Linked DNA regions of Mus musculus: regions 2, 3 and 4 are each linked to region 1. Evidence: chromatin contacts called from public promoter capture Hi-C data. All regions are on one chromosome and are shown on one strand. The core of a region is the stretch at or near the end of the contact, and the rest is flanking DNA. Distances in the headings are between cores, read along the strand shown. Region 1 holds the start of Pkd2 (polycystin 2, transient receptor potential cation channel). Region 2 overlaps Hsd17b11 (hydroxysteroid (17-beta) dehydrogenase 11). Region 3 holds the start of Hsd17b13 (hydroxysteroid (17-beta) dehydrogenase 13). Region 4 overlaps Gm17660 (predicted gene, 17660).

Region 1 (2,700 bases), core at 196-2,695:
CACACACACACACACACACACACACACACACGGGGGGGGGGGGGGGGGGACACGGGCGAGGTATAATAATTTTGTTTGCAACTGTTTAAGAAATGTCTAGAATTGGAAATGATCAAAAATGTGTTTCTACACATTTCTGTCAACAACCTCTCTCTCAACCAAACCTTCAGACAATGACCTGTTTAAAGGCATTTGTCTCAAAACTTGGATAACATTGTAGGTCCCTACTAGAATGGCTGAAGGGACATGACACATCGCCACCAAAGGAAAAGCTTGGGCTCTGGAATAAACTTGTTCCTCATTTGTGACATTTAGCAAGCATAAAGTTCCAACTATTGTCAGTTGTACTAGAATATTCACTTTTCGTCCTCCAAAAGCCCAGGTATTAACGGCTTGCTTTTGTTTTCCAAAATGTGCTAGCATCTTAAGGAGAGAGGAAGGGAGGAAGGGAGGCGTCCAATGAATTTGCACCAACAAGAACGCAGTAAAATTCGGTGATGGGTACCGGAAATCGCGCCGAATTAGAGGAGTTAGGGAAGGCGCTCTGGAAGGAGGCGGGAACGCAGAGGATGCGAGGTGGAGCCGCAGCAGACAGCCACCCTTGTAGGACAGGGGTTCGAGCCCGCGCGCAGGCAGTTGTCAAGCGTGCACTGGACGCCAAGAGTCCGGATCTTACCTCGCAGCCCTCGCACCAGCCTCTCTGCCCAGGCCACTCGGGGTGGCTGGCCCTCCAGCGGGAGGTGGCGATGCAGCGGGTCCCCGCCGCCCGCGGGGCTGGGACACTGCGCGCCCTGGTCCTCTAGCCGGCGCCGCCTCCCGCTCAGGTGAGCCGCGCCGCGGTAGCTCCCGAGCCCTCGGCCGCGGGCGCCCACCGAGCTCACGGCCGAGGAGGAGGCCGACCTCCGACTGCCCGGGCGCCACTCCACATCCATCTCTACCACCATCCCTCCTTCTTCTCCTTCCACCTCGTCGTCGTCGTCATCCTCCTCTGCCTCAAAGCCCGGGTTGTCGCGGCTCCACGCTTGCCTGGAGCAGGACGAAAGCGGAGGAGACGGCGAGGCCGAGGCTCCGGCCGGGGGATCCCGAGCGGCCGCCTGCCGGATGCGCTCCATCTCGATCTCCAGGCCCCGCTGCTCCCCGAGGCCGCCGGGGACAGCTAGGCCGGCGCCTCCCGCCACCAGGCGCCCGGGTCCGGACGCTCGCGGCGCGGGCGAGCGTCCCGCGTCCCCGGGCGGCTGCGGCTGCACGCGTCTGGAGTTAACCATGGCGCTCACTGGCGCCCAGCGCGCCCGGGAGTGCCGCCGCCCTCTGCCGCAGGAGCCATGTTCTTTTCTTCCCGGAGTCGGCCTGCTGCTCCCCGCCTCCGCCCGCCCCCTCGGCCCGCCTCCCGGGCCCTGGCCTCGCCTGGACTGGACTTAGGCGCGTCGAAAAGGCCCCAGCGGCCAGGGATCCAAGTAGAGCCAGGGTCCCCATCGGTGCCCACATTCCTACGGGGTAGCTTGCTTGGTCAGCCAGCTCGTCGGGAAAGGGGCTCCTGGGTGTGTCCATGCCTGCATGACCTTAAGATAGTGCTTAGACTCTGTCCATACTCCCCCTGGGTTTGCAAAGGTGCAAGGAGGAGGGTAAAGATGGAGATCTTTTGTTGGGATAGAAAGAACTAGTGAAATCCAGCTTGAACTGAATTCTCAGGGAAGGCAAAGAAATCCACCCTTCGTTTAAAAACCAGAAAGAAATCACCAAGGCGGCAAGGCTTGCATTTGGTGACCCTCAGCTCCTTGATTCTGTGTTTACTGGATGATTTCCTGTCTCCACTCTCCAGACATCTAGAGGCATCCAAGGGTTGGATTTTGGAACTTTCTGATGCCTCCACCATTACCTCATTTCCGCTCCTGGCCAGCCCTTGAGTAACAGAATCCTGCCTCAGGCGTTAGGTCTAGATCTCCATCCTCGCTACGCCCCAGCTGGCACAGCCAACTTAAGACAGCAGTTGGGTCAGGCAAAGCCTACTCCAAATTCGATTTTCCATGGTTTTCCCATCTCTTTTAAAAGTTAAATTCCTGGCCAAGATCTGTGCATCTCTGCCCTCACTTCTGACGCTTCTCATAGGATGTCCTCATCCACCTCCTCGTCAAGTCCCGCGGGGGTCTTCTTGTCATTTCTGTCCTCAAGGGGTTCTCTAATGCTTTTTACTCTAACTGCAAACATTGTCATTCCACAGCAGAGCAAATGATTTCTGTCACTTCCATATCTCTTCTGCCATTCTAATACTAAACTGGTCTCTCTCTGTTTAGCCTTGGGGATAGGACTGGATTGGGAGCCTATGGGTGGTATCCCTCCCCCATTTCCCTCCTACCCACCCACCCATATTCTCCATGTCTCCACTGTTTGCAATAAGGGGTCAGCCATGTTGGTACATTAAAGAATCTATGGAATTCTAGCTTAAGTGGTAATATTTTATTTCTGCAGTTTAGCAAATGTGCATGGTCCGATCCTATATTAGTTTGCCAGGCTTGTTATAATAACTTACCACACACTGTGTTCAATAATGCAAATACATTTTCTCAAAAAAAAAAAAAAAGTTGGTTGACCTTTTCCGAGGCCTGTCTTGGCTTGCATATGGCACGTTTTGCCTGTGTCTCCCCATTGTCCTCCCTTAAATGTTTCATCCTCCTCTTCCTCCTCATCTTCGTGGTCATCGTC
Region 2 (2,813 bases), core at 90-2,589, 460 kb after region 1:
GTAAGACTAAACCTAGGTTTTCTAGCACCACCCATGATCCCAGCACTCTGGAGGCTAAATTTCACACCAGCATAGGCAACAAAGTAAGATCTGTCTCCAACAACAACAGAAGAAACACACAACAAAAGGCAAGACAATCTGTTCAGAAAGCCAGTTCTTAACTCTGTCTGTATGAACTATGAAGCCCTAACTTAACCCTGAAGAAACGACAGGTCAGGCTGGAGTTGGGGAGCAGCCATACCAAAATACCCCTTGCTGCTTCCTCTCTGTCTCAGGATTTAGATGCTGAAATAGCATATTGGCATTCGTTTTTAAAAAATAAAATAAAATAAAAAACAGGTGATCTTTCATTTGTTAAAACCTGGTACTACATTTTAAAGCTATTGCCCCAGGACATGGCTGGACAAGGCAAGAGCGCCCTCTGCTGGAGCACAGGTATCCCGAGGAGAAATAATTAGAGACTAGCAGTGTGTGCCCCAGCTGATCACCAAACAGTCTTTTTCTTACATCTGGAGCACTGGGGTAGATGCTGTCTAGCTATCCGATAGGTGAGTCGTCTGAGGCTTACAGTTATTCCCCATGAGTAGCAGAAAGGAATCTCAGACCCAGTTACCCAGAGCCAGATTTCTCTCTGAAGAAACTGGAACGGCTTCTAAGTGGACGAATTTGAAATGTGTCCCAGATGACCGTTGGTGCTTAAATCCACCCCTAAGGGCACTCATATGTCGTCTATCACTTGTGTTTACACATGTAACACACTGCAAAGAAGCCAGGTTTCCATAAAGGCAAGAGTTCACTGTAGTCTGAATTTATGGGAATTAAATATTGTCATGCCCCCTGATTAAGTTCTTGAGAACTAAGAATTATTTTTATTAAATAAGCTTGGATAGCAATAGGGTTATTTCAAAATATTCACCTGCTAAATACCAAAATCAGTCCCCGGTTCTTTCTGTTTGCCTTTATTCTCTGATCTGATCCTGCATGCCAGCTTTGATCCTCCAGCCATGGTTTGATAATCTGTCTCTACCTCTGCCTCTCAGTGTCTCTTTGACTCTTTCTCTTCCTCTCTCTCTCTCTCTCTCTCTCTCTCTCTCTCTCTCTCTCTCTCCCTCCTCCCTCCCTCCTCCCTCTCTCTCCTTCTCCCTCTAATTTCATACAGCCAAAGCTGAATTCAGCTCGCTATGAAGCAAAGATGACATGAGCCTCTGCCCTTCCTGCCTGCCCCTGTCTTCCAGTTTCTTCTGCTTCTACTTTATATAACAACTCTGCAGCTGGTCATCTTTTTGTCACTCTGGCAAAATACTGGTGATAATCAACATACACAGAGAAAACGTTTATTTTTGTCCACAGTTTTGGAGATTCACGCCTGTGATTGGTTGGCCTCACGGTTTCCAGAACTTAGCTAGGTAACAGTTCAAGGTAGCAGGCAGTAAGCCAAGTGTGGTGACTCATGCCTCTAATTTTAGTGCACATTACGCTCATTATCACAAATTAAAGACCAGCTTGGGCTTAAATACTGAGACCCAACATGAAACAAAACAGGAAGCTTCCTTGCCATCTGTTCTTGAAAGAATTATTAAAAGATTTCTGTCAGTTCTCCTTTAAACGTTAAAAAGAAAGAAGAAGAAGAAGGAGAAGAAGAATAAGGAGAAGAAGAAGAAGAAGAAGAAGAAGAAGAAGAAGAAGAAGAAGAAGAAGAAGAAGAGGGAGAAGGAAGGAGAAGGAAGGAGAAGGAGAAGAAGAAGAAGAAGAAGAAGAAGAAGAAGAAGAAGAAGAAGAAGAAGAAGAAGAAGAAGAAGGAAGGAAGAGGAGGAGGAGGAGAAGGAGAAGAAGGAGGAAGGAGGAGAAGGAGAAGGAGAAGAAAGAAGAAGAAGAAGAAGAAAGAAGAAGAAGAAGAAGAAGAAGAAGGAAAGAAAGAAAGAAAGAAAGAAAGAAAGGAAGGAAGGAAGGAAGGAAGGAAGGAAGCTGGGCATGGTAGCTAGAATTTCCAGTTCAGATGTGTCTATATAGAAAGCTCTAGGCCAGCCTGGGCTACACAGTCAGACCCTGACTGTCTAAAACGAGCAGTCTTGAGTGCCAATTTAATTTCTTACTAAAGGCCTGCTCCAGTTTTTAGTTTCCTTGTGAAGCAGTTTCAGTGGCTGCCATTCCTTAGGTCTGTGTATCTCATGTGGACTCTGTCCCAGGGCTGTTCACGGTGCTCTCAGAGTCGTTATTCTGTGAGGTCCTAGTACTGCCCCTGCTGTACTCTGTTTTCATGTTCTGAATTCTATTTCCCTTGGCCATCCTAGCTTAGAATGCTAGGATGTGGTTCTTTTCAAAGAATCCTGGGTTCTCTTCTGTTTCTGGTCTCTGTCCACTTACTCATGGCTTCTCTGCTGTTTCTGGTCTCTGTCCACTTCCCTATAATTAAGTCTTCACTGTTTCTCAGTCGTCTTGCCTTCTGTTTGGTTTAATATGACTTGTAGCTTCTTTCTTAATCTTCTTTTACTTTTGATATTATAATGTAATTATATCATGTCCTCCTTTCGCTTCCTTCCCTCCAAACCCTCACCATGTAACATTCTCCCACCTTCAAATTTGTGGCCTCCTTTTCCTTAATTGTTAAAGTAGTTGTGTGTGTGTGTGTGTGTGTGTGTGTGTGTGTGTGTGTGTGTGTGTTCTATGTATGAGTACAGTCTGCTCAGCCTGTATGATGTTACTTGGTTTCAGGGCTGACCATTTGGTATTGGATAACTACTTGGAAGTGGTTTCTCCTGCCCTCAGTTGCCTGTAATTCTTTGGTTAAGGTGGAGGGCTCGTGAGCTTCCCCC
Region 3 (2,789 bases), core at 235-2,734, 480 kb after region 1:
TCAGGCTTTTGGTTTTTCCTTTAAGATGGAGGTTGGTCCTAAGATGGAGTAGGTTTGGCCTCTCACTGTCTTAGGTGCCTCATACAAACAGATTCAGAACGTGGGAGGTTTTGTGTCTGGCTTATTTCCTTTTGCATATTATAACTGAGGATCACCATGTTGTAGCATGTATCTGAATTTCTTTCTTTAAAGGAAGAATACTATCCCATCGTATGTATGTCTGATATTTTACCCATCCATTGATGGACAAGGGTGATCTCTCCTTTTCCACTATTAGAAGTTACTCTATCCAGAATGTGTCCCCTTAATTTCTTATGCTGGAATCTAGCTCCTATTAATATAGAATGTTGGAACTTTGGGAGGTGATTACGTCACGATGGCTGTCTATGGTTTTTATAAAGTTGACCACAGAGAAGTTCCTCCTCATTCTTTGGGGTGCAGTGGCCATGAAATGACAGCTGTCTGCAAACCAAGATGCCAGTTCCCACTTGACACACATACAGCTTAGGTTACACAGACACTAGGACTGTGTAATAAGCCACCTAGCCCACAGTATTTGTCACCACCGCCCAGGCTGAGACAGTGGCAGCACTTTTAAGTTGACGTGTATGATATCTGGTCTGGTGATTTTCCCAGTGTTATGGCGAGAACTGGCTGTTTCCTATAACCTACATTCTCCTCCACCTCAGGGGTTTCAGAGGAAGATCATAACTGTGAATGCATGCGTTCAACAGCTAAGCTTTGTTGACCCATATTTTAGCTTCCTCATTTTTACTTTATATGCATGTGTGTGTGTGTGCATGTGTGTCTGTGTGTATGTGAGTGTGTGCATTTGTGTATGTGTGTGCATGTGTGTGTCTGTGTGTGTACATGTATATGTGTCATGTATATGTGTCTATGCGTGTGTGTATGTGTGTGTATGTATCTATGCATGTATGTTTGTATGTGTGCATCTGTATGTAAGTGTGTCTGTGTCTGTGTGTGTACATGAGTGTGTGTCTATGTGTGTGTGTCTCCCTCTCTGTGTGTATGTGTGTGTAGAGTTGGCTATCTCCTTCCACTATGGATTTGGGGATCATATTCAGGTAAAAGGCTTGCATGGCAAGCACTTTGACTGCTAAGCCATGTCACTAATCCCTTAAAGTTTCTTTAATATAATGTTTCTATTTCTAATTCCCCCAACCCTGATTTAACATGAATGCACACATGTGCTTGCTTGTGTTCGTGCATGCACACACACACACACACACACATTCAAATGATAACAGACCATTAGCTGATGCAATACTTCCAGAATAGCTTTGAGAGGTGAAGTTTCATGTCGAAACATGGTGCATAACTGCTTTTCAGATAACCAGGTCCAAAGGGCACATCCCACTGGGTTCCCTGACCTATGCTGCGCTTGTGTTAGAGACTGGCATCATTTCAAAAACCAAAGGTGTATCTGATTCGTCAGGGGACACAGTCAAAGTCTGCCTCTTCTGCAGCAGCCCATAATACCTGACAGGGCTCTCTGTGGAGCTCTGAGCAGAGGTGTCTGTTGTGAGAACAGAGCCATGAACCTCATCCTGGAATTTCTCCTTCTGGTGGGCGTCATCATCTACTCCTACCTGGAGTCACTGGTAAAGTTCTTCATTCCCCGGAGAAGGAAATCTGTGACCGGGCAGACCGTTCTCATCACGGGGGCCGGACACGGAATAGGCAGGCTGACTGCATATGAATTTGCAAAGCAGAAAAGCAGACTGGTTCTATGGGATATCAATAAGGTAATAATAGGTGTTTCTAACAATCTTTTAAAGTCACAAAATAACAAGGCATATGTTTCTCTAGAGACGTAACTTAGTGCTGGCTTTTCTCTGTGTTTTCCTTTTTCAAAGTTTTAATAAACTCCTGGGTCCTTTCTGGATCCCTGCGACAGGTGAACAAGATGGAACCAACGAGCTGGAGAACTAAGCCTGGGGGGTTTCATTTTGTTTGACTGGTTGGTTGGTTGGTTGGTTGGTTCTACTGTGGTGTACAACTTGATAACAAGAGACGCAGGAGCCAGAGAGCTTCCCAGCTGCTGAAATTAGGCAAGCCACATAACTTACCTCAACTTCAAATTTAAAAAACAAAAAACAAACAAAAAACTCTACCATTGGGATAAAATCTCAGAGGGAGACAAAATCTACAGGTAATGATTGCCAGCAACCAAATTGGCCAATATGCAGTTTATTACAGCTAGGGGTGACTTTTATACTTTTAGATTTTCATTTATTCTGTTATTCATTTGTTCCTTTCTGTGATAGACTGAAGCTGGGTCTTAGTACCTACCACTGAGCCACAGTACCTTAGCACGTGCCAGGCAAGCACTCTATCACCGAGCAACCGCTCAGGTTTTTACACATTTGAGGGATTGATTCTCAAAACAAACAAACAAAACCACATGAAGAACTAACAGCAGAAACCCATGGTACTTCCACTCACACTCCAGCAATCCTAAAATACTTACATCTGACCTTTTGCAGAAGAAGAAAAAATACTTGCCGGGTCCTGAGCAAGAAGGGTAAAGAATAATACTTAAGTGCTTAGCATGGCCTGGTGCACGCAGCATCACATATGGAAATGTCTACACCAGTGCCTGGCTTTCACTAGTACATTTAAGAGGTTGTTGATCTCTGTTTATTTATAAATGCTCTTAACTACCTTAAGTCTGAAAGTGTTGACGTCCTGTGTCACTTTCTCCTAAACATGCACATTCCCAAAAGGTCGTGAAAAAGATGTGCCACAACAAACTGTCTCTGGGATTG
Region 4 (2,700 bases), core at 81-2,580, 390 kb after region 1:
AAAAAGGGGGAGTGGGTGGGTAGGGGGCTGGGGGGTGGGTGGGTATGGGGGACCTTTGGGATAGCATTGAAAATGTAAATGAGGAAAAGACCTAATTAAAACAAAACAAAACAAAAAAAAAAAAAAACTATGTTTCCATTTACCAGGCTAATTCAAAGTTGTAACTCTAAGTTGAACCGCTAAATTGTAACTCTTGGTTTGTTCTCTTTCTTTTATTCAAGGTTCTGACACCTAATCAGCTTCTGGAGGTAAATATATTCTGCTCTGTCCATCTATGGGGTCTTTAAGAATACAGCATCTAATAGCATATAACTGAGCCAGTTCATTCTGGAAACCACTGCACGGATTCAGTTCATCTTGACCCACAGGCAGGGCACCTGGTAAATCCAAAGGCCAAAACAAAGGCCAGTGTACGAGAAGAGTTCTTTCCATTCACTCAGTTCTAACGTGACAAGACAAGGTCATTATTACTGATGCGAGTTAAGTGAAAAAGCGAGGGGTCAGAAAACCTAGAGGAACAGAATAAAGTGCTTTAGGAAGAGAAGGTAGATTCCAATACTAAGGAATTGGCACAGCGTGTAATATGTGAAACCTTATCAAATCTAAACCCCAAAGGAGGTTTGCTTGTTTGTTTTTGAGACAAGCTCTCTATAGTCCTTGGTAGCCTAGAACTTAATATGTAGACCGGGCTGGTCTCAATTTCTAAGATATCTGTCTCTGCCTCTACCTCTCTGTCTCTCTGTCTCTCTGCCTCTCTGCCTCTCTCTCTGGGTCTTTCTCTCTGCCTCTCTCTCTGTGACTGATTACTGGTGATTATAACGTCACCAAGTGGGTCTTCCAGTTGGAGCCCAGCTGCAGGGGCACCCAGCATCCTGTGCTGGGAAACTAGATCTTCATGTTACCTGTAGACTTGATCCAGCTTCGTGGCTTTGCTCAGTTCGCCAGCATGGACAGCAATGACCTGCCTGACCTCTGAATGTGTGCTCGCTTCAGAGAATCTGACTCACTCAAGTTGCCAGGGGCCTTCTTAGAGGATCCCAACAATACTTAGGGAGCTAATCGCTCTTCTCTTCCCTCTCCATATCCCTCCCTCCTCCCCTCCTCACCCCTTTCTCACCCTCCCCCACACTCAGTACTCAGAATGTTGCTTATACATAAGAACGCAGAGGTTGGTTTCACTATTCCTAGTGTTCTGGGGCAGGCAGCTTTGTACATAACGGGGATAATGGATCACCATTAGTCCAATCCAATCTCTTGAAGAAGCTGCTGAGCTCTACAGGAAGCTGCAGAGCAACACATCTCCAGTGGAACAGCTGTGTAAGCAAATCAGCAAGACAAAGCCCCATTCATAGCTTTGCAGCAGGAAACCATTCAACAGGACATTCCCATCTCCAACCAGAGTGCCGCTTACTCAAAGTGGACGGGGGGGGGGGGGGGGGGGGGGGGGGGGGGGGGGGGGGGGGGTCTTCAGCTTTCTCACTTTCAAATGCAGTAAATGCAGTGAGAAGGTAGAGGAAAGTAGTTCCATAAATCAAAGGAATTTGAATTATCTTCAATCTTGTACACATCAAGTATGATTTCCAATGAAACATTCACGTACAAAACATTTCCGCTGACACATGTGCTAGGATGAATATAAATTGGAAGGCAAACCCACCGAGACTACTTACCCCTTTCTTCTTTTACAGTTAATCACTTCTATTTTGAACCAACTGCAGGTAAATCTTATTTTCATAAACAACAAAGTCACTAAGTGAACTCTGGTTAGTATTTAACTTTTTTTTTCCCCTTATTTTTCTAGGGCTTCCTTGGGGTAAGATTTTATTTCTGGTTCTATTGATAAAGGTGACATCCATTGTCAGGGAAGGGGGAGAATAACTCCTCTAAATCAACCCAATGCCTTAAGCCAATCACAGTGCATGGTGTTATGAATTCAGTTCCCAGACCTTTAAGATCAGAATCTCTGCATCTCTAACAGTAAGTATCTTTTCACAAGGCAGGTTTCACAAGGTTTAAGATTGTAGACATCAGCACAACCTTAGGTCGTGAACTCTCAGGTACTTACATTTACCTTGGGCTTGCTTCCGGCGACTGGACAACTCACAGCAGCAGACTGAGGAAAGCCTACTGTAAAATTACCAAACACAGCCATGGTCTGACCTCAAGGCAATGCCCAAACCCAATTTTAAGGGGGAAAAGTGTGTTTTCACCCACCAGCCTTCCTAGTAATAAGTTTCACTGCTCTGGAATATTACTCATACTTTTTATTTACCACTATGAAGACTCCCCTCTGTCAGGCCTCCACACACCATGTGGAAGAAACTACCTTCTATTTAATACAAGATCCTTAGGGCTTCAGTTTCTTGGCATTCACAGATCACCAAAGCACAAAGCCAGTCGCCCGATCACACCAGTATTTCAACATCAACAACAAAAGAATCCTAAGATGGGAGAGGCTGAGGGGAGGTGGGAGAGGAAATGAAAATGTCTCAGATCCTCACAGTAAATGAATGTACTGTCTACCTCAACAGAGATAAGCTTCACTACTACATCAGAAGGCTCGCACAGTGAGTACAATCTCCAAAAAACATCTTTCACCAATGAATATGTAAATTAGACATTTCAATTTTTTTTATCATTAAGAGTTTTGCTACCACAGATGGTGTCTCTGTTAGAAAATTAACACCACGATAAAAGCAA

Evidence for each region. Promoter capture Hi-C pulls out the DNA fragments that hold promoters and counts their contacts.
Region 2: a promoter capture Hi-C map of the 3T3-L1 cell line shows a contact between it and region 1, with 8 times the contacts expected there. The contact joins the enhancer-like site here to the promoter of Pkd2 in region 1. A contact is called at or near these places in 15 of 39 promoter capture datasets (the 3T3-L1 cell line, 3T3-L1-derived adipocytes, the HPC-7 cell line and 11 more), 26 of 484 Hi-C or Micro-C datasets (the 3T3-L1 cell line, 3T3-L1-derived adipocytes, B cells and 20 more), 7 of 115 datasets of contacts at active chromatin or transcription factors (the NIH/3T3 cell line, astrocytes, embryonic forebrain and 1 more) and 1 of 9 other capture datasets (embryonic stem cells).
Region 3: a contact with region 1 is called in a promoter capture Hi-C map of neutrophils. The contact joins the promoter of Hsd17b13 here to the promoter of Pkd2 in region 1. A contact is called at or near these places in 9 of 39 promoter capture datasets (the 3T3-L1 cell line, cranial neural crest, hippocampal neurons and 6 more) and 2 of 115 datasets of contacts at active chromatin or transcription factors (embryonic limb bud and stem cell-derived neural progenitor cells).
Region 4: a contact with region 1 is called in a promoter capture Hi-C map of trophoblast stem cells, with 5 times the contacts expected there. The contact joins the enhancer-like site here to the promoter of Pkd2 in region 1. A contact is called at or near these places in 13 of 39 promoter capture datasets (3T3-L1-derived adipocytes, the HPC-7 cell line, the SN4741 cell line and 9 more), 1 of 15 datasets of contacts at CTCF or cohesin (the NIH/3T3 cell line), 8 of 484 Hi-C or Micro-C datasets (Sertoli cells, adipose-derived mesenchymal stem cells, bone marrow-derived macrophages and 4 more), 11 of 115 datasets of contacts at active chromatin or transcription factors (the NIH/3T3 cell line, SST interneurons, bone marrow-derived macrophages and 4 more) and 1 of 9 other capture datasets (embryonic stem cells).

The regions. Positions count from the first base shown.
Region 1 is chr5:104,458,202-104,460,901 of GRCm38.p6, reverse strand. Pkd2 (polycystin 2, transient receptor potential cation channel) reads right to left here and starts at 1,445. Exons shown (of 15, transcript NM_008861.3): 1 at 677-1,445. The coding sequence starts at 1,265.
Region 2 is chr5:103,997,572-104,000,384 of GRCm38.p6, reverse strand. All of the region lies in intron 5 of Hsd17b11 (hydroxysteroid (17-beta) dehydrogenase 11), which reads left to right. Among named protein-coding and RNA genes, the nearest start is that of Hsd17b13, 22 kb to the right of the region's middle. Within about 2 kb of position 1,339, at least 16 of the 459 cell types and tissues checked have an H3K27ac peak or open chromatin away from gene starts, as enhancers often do. A contact at or near this core is called in liver, where this site is marked.
Region 3 is chr5:103,976,083-103,978,871 of GRCm38.p6, reverse strand. It overlaps Hsd17b13 (hydroxysteroid (17-beta) dehydrogenase 13), which reads left to right and starts at 1,484. Exons shown (of 7, transcript NM_001163486.1): 1 at 1,484-1,766. The coding sequence starts at 1,557.
Region 4 is chr5:104,071,086-104,073,785 of GRCm38.p6, reverse strand. Gm17660 (predicted gene, 17660) reads left to right here. Exons shown (of 10, transcript NM_001163772.1): 6 at 222-248; 7 at 1,689-1,718; 8 at 1,802-1,813; 9 at 2,532-2,567. The coding sequence ends at 2,537. Among named protein-coding and RNA genes, the nearest start is that of Gm17660, 5.2 kb to the left of the region's middle. Within about 2 kb of position 1,330, at least 68 of the 459 cell types and tissues checked have an H3K27ac peak or open chromatin away from gene starts, as enhancers often do. A contact at or near this core is called in Sertoli cells, epiblast stem cells, second pharyngeal arch cranial neural crest and 2 more, where this site is marked.